Regions from separate parts of the Mus musculus genome. Here region 2 is linked to region 1. Evidence: chromatin contacts called from public Hi-C data. All regions are on one chromosome and are shown on one strand. Each heading gives the region's core, a stretch centred on a gene start, on an enhancer-like site or on the middle of the called end of the contact. The rest is flanking DNA. Distances are from core to core; before and after follow the strand shown. Region 1 holds the start of Adcy8 (adenylate cyclase 8). Region 2 has its middle 280 kb from the start of Gm23907.

Region 1 (5,194 bases), core at 1,858-4,357:
GACAGATGCATACAAAACGGCCCCTAGCCAAGCACCTCACAGTTGCTTTCTTCCAAAATTGAGTCTGTTGATGTTTCCCTCTGTAAACGAGAAGCCCCCACACCCACTCTCCCTGCTAAGTACCAGATATTTGTTAAACAAAGTGTCAGGCCATTAATTATCAATTGGTTTTAGTGAATTTAAACAACAGATTCTTTGTCTACCTTCCCAGCCAGAGACAACGTGAACTTTGTTCACATAAGCACATTCATATTTAATGAGGGAGAGGAAAAGGGAGAAAGGAGAGTGACAGAGTTGGAGACTTCATCTAAGTATTTCATTAAAGACATCTACATTGAAGCGTCTCTTTTAATTAATAAAAACTTATATTCTTTGCCAAGAGTCTGCCATCCTGAAATTCCTGAGACCTATTTATTTATGTATTTATTTATTCAGAGATCAGGGGCTGGGCACTGTAATCAGAGACAAAACCACGGTAGATCCCCAAGGGCACTAACATTACCCAAATAAAATCCCTGTCATAGGATTGAGAACGATGGGGAGGACCTATTGGAGGGCACCCAGCACTGCAATTCCATGTTTAGCAAAGATGAAATCCATTCAGAAACAAGCCAAGCAGAAAGCCAAGTGAAGAAACCCTTACAGCAATCTGCTGTGAGTTAGCAAAGCGCCACAGCTCAAATCTAGGCAGTTCTCCTCTTCTGTGTGTCCTGTAGACTTTGGGTGTCAGTGGAAAGGCTTATGTTAGAGGACAATTACCAGCCAGAGTAGAAGAGTAAAGTTAGCCGTTTTGTTTCAGTTATTATGAGCCTTGACTCCCCCCCCCAGCCCCCCCGAGACGCACAAAGCCTAAGTAAGCTAAGGAAGCAAACTTACAAGAATGCCCCCTCCCCAGCTCTCTAGAAGTTATTTCTAAACAACCCATGGGAGTGGAGCTGAAAAGCAAGTGCAAGCAGGAGTTACCTGGTTGATGGAAAAGACCGCTAGCCTGGGTATGAGTACTTGAAGGGTGACTTGCAGCAAAGATGTGCCCAGGCCGGCCAAGATGGCCCAGGTGAGAGGCAGGGGAAGCATGCTGTAGGTGGCGAAGAGTGTAAAAAGCACGTAGCCTATGCCGTCGCCCAGAAGCCCATAGCCCAGGCCTGCTGCCAGAATCTGGGTGGTCATAGCCACCCAAGTGACCACGCCGCTGTATTGCAGGTAAGTGTGGGAGGTGTTGTCCTTCCTGACCACCACGAGGGCGCAGATCACCACCTCGATGCCAGTGAAAAAGCCTAGCAGGATGCCCTTGAGAGGGTCCATTGGAGCCGAGGCCAGGCTCAAGTGCAGGACTAAAAGGGTGAGTTTGGTTAGTACATCCAACACGTTCATCACTACCTCCGATTTGCGCCTCTGGCCCAGGAAATAGCGTTGGTAGAGGCGCTCCAGATCCCGAGACTTGAAGGAGTTGCGTAGGGTTGGAAAAATGACCCCTCGGTAGCTGTATCCTCCATTGAGGAAGAAATCCGAGTTACTTGGGGCACAGTCAAGGTGTAGGAAGCCCAAGTCGCCCCCGCCCCCGCTGCCACTGGCACTGCCGCTCCCGCTGCGTTCCGGAAAGACTTTGGTGCCACCGGTGTTGTGCGCTCGCTCTCCGGGGCCCAGAGAATAGAGAGGCAGCACCGAGTCGCTAGACAGCTGCGGCGCGTGGTGATTGGGTCCACTGCCCGCAGGGTTCGAGGCTTTGCGGGAGACCCCGCCGCCGCCGCCGCCTCGGTGCCCGTGGATGAAGCGCTGCTCCGTGATGTGCCGCACCGCCGTCTGCCACAGCAGCCGCTGCGGCCGAGAGCCGCTCCCGTCGTCGCCGGCCGGGGGCGTCGGTTGGATGGTGTAGAGTTCCTCGCTGCCACTAAGGCAGTGCACATCCGAGAGCTCCATGGCTTGGGTCCGCGGGGAGGGAGGCACAGACACTGGTTGTGTCAGTTGGTGATAGGGGTTCCTAAAGACCCAAAGGCCGCTTGGCAGCGATCCCTTCTTTCCTAAGCTGTTCGACTGCAGGAGCCCTGAGCAGGGCCCCCACAGGTCAAGTCATAGTGAGCCCAGGAGCAAGGTGTTCCTGGTAGAATGCAGCGGACCCCTGTGTACTGGCAAGCCACCTTCCCGCCAATCAGCTCAGCTTGGATACGCAGTGAAAGTGGTGGCTGTTTGTCCGCGAAATCCTCAGCGCTCTGAGCCACGCTGTCCCTTTCTGCGCTCCAGCCCCCTGGCTGTCTCTAAGCTCAGCGTCTTGGCGCAGTCTTCCTTCTCCAAGAGGCGCCTGGGCGCCGCGCTTCTGCTGCGCGTCGGGCGGGTCCTGGCTGCGGCACTGGACTCTGGACGCCCACGTCTCGGCGGCTGCAGAAAGGCTGGCCAAGGGTAACCGATGGCTAGGATGGGTGCTAAGTTAGCAGCTGTGGCGGCAATCATCGCCCTTCGGATAACTCCATTGCGCCGGCATGGGGAGCCGGGGCGGAGCTGGAGGCGGGCGCGATGAGGCAGGAGGTGTGGGTGATGGTGAGGCGGCAGGGCGCCCCGCGGGAGGGCAGGAGAAAGGTGGTAGCCTTAGCACTAACAAGTCACCAAACAGTTAATTTGGAGGTGTGCTGAATGAAGCTCTCTCTTCGGTTCCTTCCTCATTGTGGCCACTTCCAGAGCAAATACTGGCAGCGCGGGTTCTGGACTGATGCATTCCTCAAGGAAGATCGTGGCGCTGCTAGCCCCAGGGTCCCAGCCTCCGCTACAGGACTAAGTCACCGCTGCTAGTAGCGATTCTGATGGGTCGCAGCACACAATTCCCATTCCCTTCACTTCGCTCTTTGGAGTCCATTGGGCCTGCCAGACCCCAGGGGGTGTGAGGAAAGCACAAGTGGGAAGGGTAATAAAGCCAACAGCTGAGTTCGAAGAGAAGCCACAGGAGCGGATTCCTGAGCCTGAGAAACGAGCCTTGGCGGGTGAGGCGGCAGGCGAAAGGTTTGAGCGAGAAGAGGCTCCAGGCCGAGTGGAAGTCGATGAGACGCCTCCGGATCCAGGGAAGCGCGGGGCTACTTGGGCGCTCGGAACCGCGCAGCGGGACCGGAGCCTGGGAGGAATTTGGAGACCTGTCAGAGCGGTCAGACACCCGCGGCGACTTAAACCCGCCCCCGCGCCAAACCACGCCCCCGGAACCCAGGATGGGGGTGGGGGAGGGGTGGGGGCTGGGACACGGAGGCACCCAGATCTGCACAGGACGCCCCAGGTCTTGAAGGGCCGCACCGGTGGGTCGAGCGAGCGCGGGCTGCTGGAGCCCCGAGCCTGGCAGCTCTGCGGTGGAGCGCTCCAGCTGGCCGCGCCCGCTGGTTCCTCCGCGGTTCTTTTTTAAGCACTGGCTCCTGCCCTTGGCAGGTGCAGAGCCAGGATCGTAGGCCGCTTTGCCCACGAACTCTTTGAGACCAGAGACGCGCACTAGAGGGGCTCATTTCCGCCCTCCCCACTCGAGAGCGATGTAGTGTGTGTGTGTGTGTGTGTGTGTGTGTGTGTGTGTGTGTGTGTATTTAATGCCAACTTTCAGATTAAAACTAAAATCCTCTCAAGAAGCCACTCTCATAGCGGTGGGCAGCCTTTTACTTTTCTCTGCTCCCGGGGTCTGGGTAGTAGAGGGTATTAGGATGGGGGCGTGGTCTGCATATTTCGAATACTAAATTTGACTGGGCTGTCAAGAAAGGTGCGAAGGAGGACCTTCGGAAAGGCATTTCCAGGGGCCTCCTGGAGGCAGCATTCCTGCCTGCCTAGGTATGTTGAGGGTCGCGGTCAAAACCCAAGTTGCCCCGCAGCGGTTCTTGCATCAGCATCCAATCCAGCGGGGTCCTTGGAGTCTGGCTTTTCAGGGATCTGGTAGCAGTACCAGTCTGGAGCCCCATTCTGCAGGTGGTGGAAATCAACACCTCTGCCACAGCGACTGCGGCTGCAGCCAGTGAAGCTCGGGCCCTGAACACAGTCAGCTGATGGTCAATGACGTCAGGCTCTGGGCGCTTTCGCAACCCCGCGGCGTCCCATGAAAGCCTAAATGACCTGGCCAAGCGGTCTCCAGGACACTATTCCCAACCCCCACCCCACCCTATCTCCCCCGACCCCAACCCCGAGAAGGCGATTTTTTATGCCTTCTTCTAGTGCAAACTCCTAGCTCCTTTTGGTCCTAAGCAAAAACAGCTTTCCCTGAGGATCCAGAGCGCCCTCCTCCCATCCACACCAAACCATTCTCAGGGTTATTTGTAGCGACTGTGCCCCAGAAACCTGTGTTTTGACTCCTCTTTCCAAGTCTTATAGGTCACCTGCCTCGCATAGAGCATCCAGAAAGAACAGGGGAAAGTCCTTTAAGGTGTTATCATTCCTCACCAGCATTTCTGGAATTTGGTGCACTCAAGAGAGAAGGAACTCGATTAAACGATGGATTTTGAATAGAAAGAAAGCTGATTCTATTTTAAGTTCAGCTTGTGAACATATTAATTTGTTAACTGATCCTTAAGGGTCTGGTTGACCCTTGGGAGCTAGAAATTAAGAGCAAAGCATTAAAAACAAACAAACAAACAAACAAACAAACAAACCAAACCCAAAACACAACAAAACTAAAACCAAAAGCCAGGTTGTTATGTAGACATTAACGAAACCAATGTATACATCATCCTGAACAGTTTATTCTACTTTTAGATTCTTGGACTCAGGCTTTCCGAAACTTCTGAAACTCTAGGGTGGCTAATCTTTTAATTTGGAGGAGGGGAGAGAAAGGGACTAAAGAGTGAAGAGTTTCCCCAAAGCTCTCTGGTCTGGACATAGAGATGGGATTGTGGCTTTTCTCTTCTTGAGGGCACCTGTGCAGTCACCTGCGTCCGTGACCACCTAAGCATCAGTGCCTGCGGGAGACGTTTCCTCGGGTTCTTCTGTTTCCTGGAGCCCGAGGGTTCAGCCTGGATCAATGAGGAGTTGAAGGCAGATGGAACTTTCCTGTACAATTCTTCCTCCAAGCTGGACTCTCCCCAGGATGATTTATTCAGCAGCAAGAGGAGGCAGACCAAAGAGGGGGAGACTTGGGCTCAATCAGATAAAATGACTCAGGTTGATGAATGAGCACAGCTTGCTGCAAGGAGAAACTCCAAGAATTTCATGAAGTCAGAGGCTGGAGCAAAAGCAACTCGGAGAAAAC
Region 2 (5,227 bases), core at 2,002-4,501, 500 kb after region 1:
GAATTATAGTTTTTCCTAATGGAATGGTATCAAAAAAGACATTTTGATGACTAGCTAACATATGTGAGAGTAAGAAGAGCAGTCAATAACGTTTATCATCCCTTTCAATATTATACAACAAATGTCATTGAATACAGATCCCATTTCTAGCACTGTACTCAATTAGGAGAAGTGATATATGGATTCTTGTAGTTACACTAAAATTTGCTTAACTCATTTAAACAATTCTCTAGCTCCCTTGTCCCTTCAATAAAGACCAACTACGCTGCTTTGATCTTAGAAGTACGTAACAGTACCTCATCCCTGGAATTCACCTCTGTTCTTCCTTCCATCTGCTGGTATGCTCTCATCCATTTTGTTAGTATTTAATTATCCTCCAAAGATAGCTCATGGTACATCATCCATGAATCTCTAATCCTAACAGTATCTACCTTGAGCCTTGAGATTGAAGATGGTCTAATACCAAACATATGATTGTCATCTGTGGAAAGGAAGGGAACAAAAGGGAAGTACCAGGTGTTTTTTAACCAAGACTGACACACCCAGGCATAAATTTCCCTATGTACAAGTGGGACTAATCACCAAACCCTGCACTGATACGATTTGACTATACTTCAAGCAGCCCCATTTACTAATTTAAATTAAGACTCACACACAGGTGGCATTTCCCTTGCCTTCTATACACTCTTGGAATTTGCTTTAATTATAGCGGGTAGAATTCTGCTCAGAGGTGATCTGATTTTCAACCACTCTGTGTTTCAGGAGACTGGAGACTTCGTCTTACTAATCCCTCTGGAGCATCAAGTAAAGTATCTAGTTCAGAGGAAACCCTGAGAGACACTTAGCAAGTCAGTGAAATGTGAGGACTGGGGAAATCTCTGACTAACTGTAATACTCACTCAATGTGTGACTCACACCCTTAATATCTTGTCTTTCATCTATTTATTTTCAGTTATCTAAACCACCCTGGGGCTCTATTTCCTCTGTTGTAAAATGGGAATAATTATCCTTCCTCTTATTATCTCTCTAGAAGTGAATGACATAATGTAATAAAGGTACTTCACAAAATTTAAAAAAAAAGACAATTTTAAAACCTCTATGGCATGGTGGTGATCAAGTGTTGGAAATACACAAATGGACACTCCGCATGGTGGATTTTCTAGAGCAGCAACATCTAAGTAGAGTTCACAAGATGAAATTTTCACCATCGAATCCCTAAAAAGAAAAGGGAAGAAAACAAGATGATATGGTAGTTCAGTTTAGGGATGAAAACAAACATTGTTATATTATTTTATTTTTACAGTAATGAAGTTTATTAAGTGGAATTACTCCAGATTCTCCCACATGGAGTGACATCACTCACATCTGAGAGATGAGAAATGAGCAAATTCTCCAATCTTCATCAACCAGAGAATTCTATTGAGCCTGAACTAGATGATAAAACAATCTCCACTGCCCAATAGCACATTAAAAAAAAAACAGGTTAAGAAAACATTCCACCTTGACCCTTTGTTCTCAGTCAGTTCATCACCAAACTCTACTCTTTCACTATTCAAGCTTATAACTAAAATGTGTTTCAGAAAACTAAGGAAAATCTCAATATTATCTAAACTGGTTACCCAGTCTCCATGATGTGCCAGTCCCTTAGTACAAATAAATGATTACTCTATTTTTGTTCTTTATTCCTCCTTCACTCCTTTCTTCTTTGCTTCCTTCTTCTGCTGACCTACAAATGCACAAGCATCTCAATGACACTGTGGTACATTCTGGAAACACACACACACAGCTGAGTTGCTCTTTCCCTTCATGAAGCTTAAGTGAACAATTGTGTGAGCAATGATGACAGGAATGCCATGTGATTGCCTTATAATAGTTCAAGATATGACACAAATGTACAAGAGATGATATGTGCACACACATCTACACACAGATATTACAGAGAGAAATCTTCTAGGGAAACTGGAAGTCATATTAGGAAAAGGGTTCTCCAGAGGAATGCCTATTGAATCGAATCCTGAATAATGTTACCACAGGGGTCAAGTCAGAGAAGTATCTACACAAGAGGGAAATCATGTGTCAAGTCAATATGCAGAAAAAAATAAGTCTAAAGCTCAGTGCCTGTTAGTGAGAATACTATTTTCTTGGTACGTGATATATTCTAGATACTGTCCTGTGCCTTGTTCAATACTCTTGTGTTAATTTTTATTAATTTATTCATCATGTAGTTTAAAAAAATAACTGAAGTTATGGGTCACTTGGCTAGTCAGGTGCTAGAGAAAATATTGGACATAGACATTTGTGTTCAAAGGTATACACATTCTATCTCTATTATATGTCTATAGTGAATAAGAGAGGCCTATATTCAATGCACTGAAGATAGATAAGGATGGAACAATAAGCCCACAAAGACTCCTTATGTTCTTTTAAGATGTTTGAATATTACTGGGTGCTGTTTTTCCTCATCATAGCACTCTCTATTTCAGGAGTCCCATTGAGCTCACTGATGGAGGTTGGGAATTTCCTTGCACAATATCTGCACATATCCCTTACATTAAGAAACTTTATGAAGCATCTTGCACCCTGCATGACATAATGGGATGGTAGGGTCTTTAGTATCTCCAGTTTCTCAACCGTAATCTCTGATTTTCCCTTTACTGCATCAAATATCTCTAAGTAAATAAAACCAAATGAACACTTAAATTGGTACTAGCATTAGAATCTCAGGAATTTATCATGTTCAGACCATTTTTGTATCATGACTGGTTCAAGTGAATATAAGGCCATAAAGTCTTATTTTAGATGTGAGGCATCTGAGACCCTGGGAGACAGTGCTATTCCGAGATGTTATGACAAAGATGGGGATAGAACTGAAATTTTATAGGATCTAAATCCTGTCATTTTTCCATTTCATCATTTCTGTGTATTTTTAAATGCCTTAACATAGAGGAAACAGACATTGACTAGAACGGATTCTATATTTGATGCGTTTAATCTTTACTTCCTTTCTAAACACTCTCTTACCATCCCCCAAAACTAGCCCATGATAGAGAATGCATTTACTTAGGCAAAGGATCATGGAAGCAAAGCCGGATAATGTTGGTTGAGTTGCTAAGAAACCCAGAACATTTTTAAATATGCCAGGTCACTGTCTTACAAAGAAACTGATAATATGTCATGTCTCCATAGTAACTCACTATGAACAGGATGTGAGTCAAAAATAGAAGAAGCTGTAAGAATGGTAATCAGTGATAGTTAATCCTGAAGAATGCTGAGTAAGAAGCTACTTGATACAGATAAAATACTCATGGAGAATTAGTACACAGACCATGCATTTGGAATTAGAGATGGGTGACAACTCAGCCTGACCAATAAAAGCTGTGAGACCCAGAAAGACACTAAAAAAACCTCTGCTATACATGTTCCCCAGCTGAAAAATGCATATGAGGAGCACTGTTCCTTTTACCACTGAAGAATTCTGCATGATATGGCTAGTACATTCATAGAACTTGCTTTAACAAACTGTGTTGGAGAAAGAGAGATACCTATGAAGTTAAGAGTGCATGCTGCTCTTGCAAAAGACTCAGCACCCATAGGAATGGCATATAACTTCAGTTTCATGGGATCTGGTGGTCTCTTTTGGCCTCTGTGAGAACCTGCATGGTACATACCCACACGAACACATAATAAATGAATAAAAAACAATGTTATTTTAAAATATCTTTAAAGGAAAACCAGGTTAATGACTCTATAATTCCATCTTATACCCTCAGAATGGATAAGATAAAAAATGCAAGAAATAACTCATGATAGCAAGGATTGTGGAGCAAAGGGAAGACTTCTCCATTGCTGATGGGAGTGCAAACTCTTACAACTACTCTGGAAGTCAATTTGGTGGTTTCTCAGGAAATTGGGAATGGTCCTACCTGAAGACCAAGCTATATCATTTCTGGGCACAAACCCAGATGCTGTTCCACCATACCACAAGAACAATTTCTCAATTATGTTCATAGCAGCTTTATTTGTAATAACCAGAAACTGGAAACAACCTAGAAGCCCCTCAATAGAAGAATGGATGAAAAAAAATGTGGCTCATTTACACAATGGAATATTACTCAGCGATTAAAAACAAGGACATCTTGAGATCAGGAATGGGTAATACATCCAGAATTTCTGTTATTGTTGAAGATTGTTTTAGCTATCTTGGTTTTGTTTGTTTGTTTGTTTGTTTGTTTGTTTGTTTTTTCATATGAAGTTGAGAATTGATTTTTCAAGGTCTGTAAAGAATTGTGTTGGATTCTAATGGAACTTGCACTGAATCTGTAGATTGATAATATGGTCATTTTCACTATATTATCCTAACAATCATTGAGCATAAATATTTCCATTTCTTCTATTTTTTTCTTCAGAGACATGAAGTTCTTGCCATAAACATCATGCCCTTGCTTGGTTAGAGTTACAAAAAGATATTTCGTATTATTTATGGCTATGGTGAAGGGTGTTGGTTCCCTAATTTCTTTCTCAGCCTATTTATCATTTCTATAAAGGAGGGCTACTGCTTTGTTGTTGTTTGCTTCTTTATTTGTTCGTTTTTTAGTTGACTTTGTATTCAGATACTTTGCTGAAGGTGTTCATCAGCTGTAGAAGTTCTCCAGTAGAATTTTGGGGTCACTTATGTATACTACAATATCATCTGCAAATAGTGACACTTTAACTTCTTCCTTTATGATTTGTATCTCTTGATCTTCTTTGTTGTCTTATTGATCTATATAGAGGGTGGGAAACCTTGTAATGTCTATGATTTTAATGGAATTGCTTTAAGTTTCTCTCTATTTAATTTGAGGTTGGCTATAGGCTTACAGTATATTGCTTTTATTATGCTTCTTTATGTGCCTTGTATGAAGGGGTGTTGGAATTTTGTCAAAGGATTTTTTCCAGACTCTAATGAGATGATCATGTGATTTTTTTCTTCAGTTTGTTTACATGGTAGATTACATTGATGGGGATGCATATATTGACCACCCCTGCATCCCAGGGATGAAGCCTACTTGATCATGGTGGATTATGATTTTAATGTATTTTCTAAATTTGGTTTGCACATATTTTCTCTCCCTCCAGACACAGCAAAACTCCTGGGCATATACCCAAAAGATGCTCTACCATAACACAAGGACATGTGCTGAACTATGCTCATAGCACCTTTATTCATAATAGCTAGAAACTGGAAACA

Evidence for each region. A called contact is a pair of places that touch in the nucleus more often than the background predicts.
Region 2: a contact with region 1 is called in a Hi-C map of cortical neurons, with 4 times the contacts expected there. The contact joins the enhancer-like site here to the promoter of Adcy8 in region 1. A contact is called at or near these places in 1 of 39 promoter capture datasets (3T3-L1-derived adipocytes), 3 of 484 Hi-C or Micro-C datasets (cerebral cortex and cortical neurons), 4 of 115 datasets of contacts at active chromatin or transcription factors (SST interneurons, embryonic forebrain, forebrain and 1 more) and 1 of 9 other capture datasets (embryonic stem cells).

What each region holds. Positions count from the first base shown.
Region 1 is chr15:64,919,189-64,924,382 of GRCm38.p6, forward strand. Adcy8 (adenylate cyclase 8) reads right to left here and starts at 3,108. Exons shown (of 18, transcript NM_009623.2): 1 at 964-3,108. The coding sequence starts at 1,917.
Region 2 is chr15:65,416,795-65,422,021 of GRCm38.p6, forward strand. No RefSeq gene overlaps it. Among named protein-coding and RNA genes, the nearest start is that of Gm23907, 280 kb to the right of the region's middle. Within about 2 kb of position 3,252, at least 15 of the 459 cell types and tissues checked have an H3K27ac peak or open chromatin away from gene starts, as enhancers often do. A contact at or near this core is called in SST interneurons and cortical neurons, where this site is marked.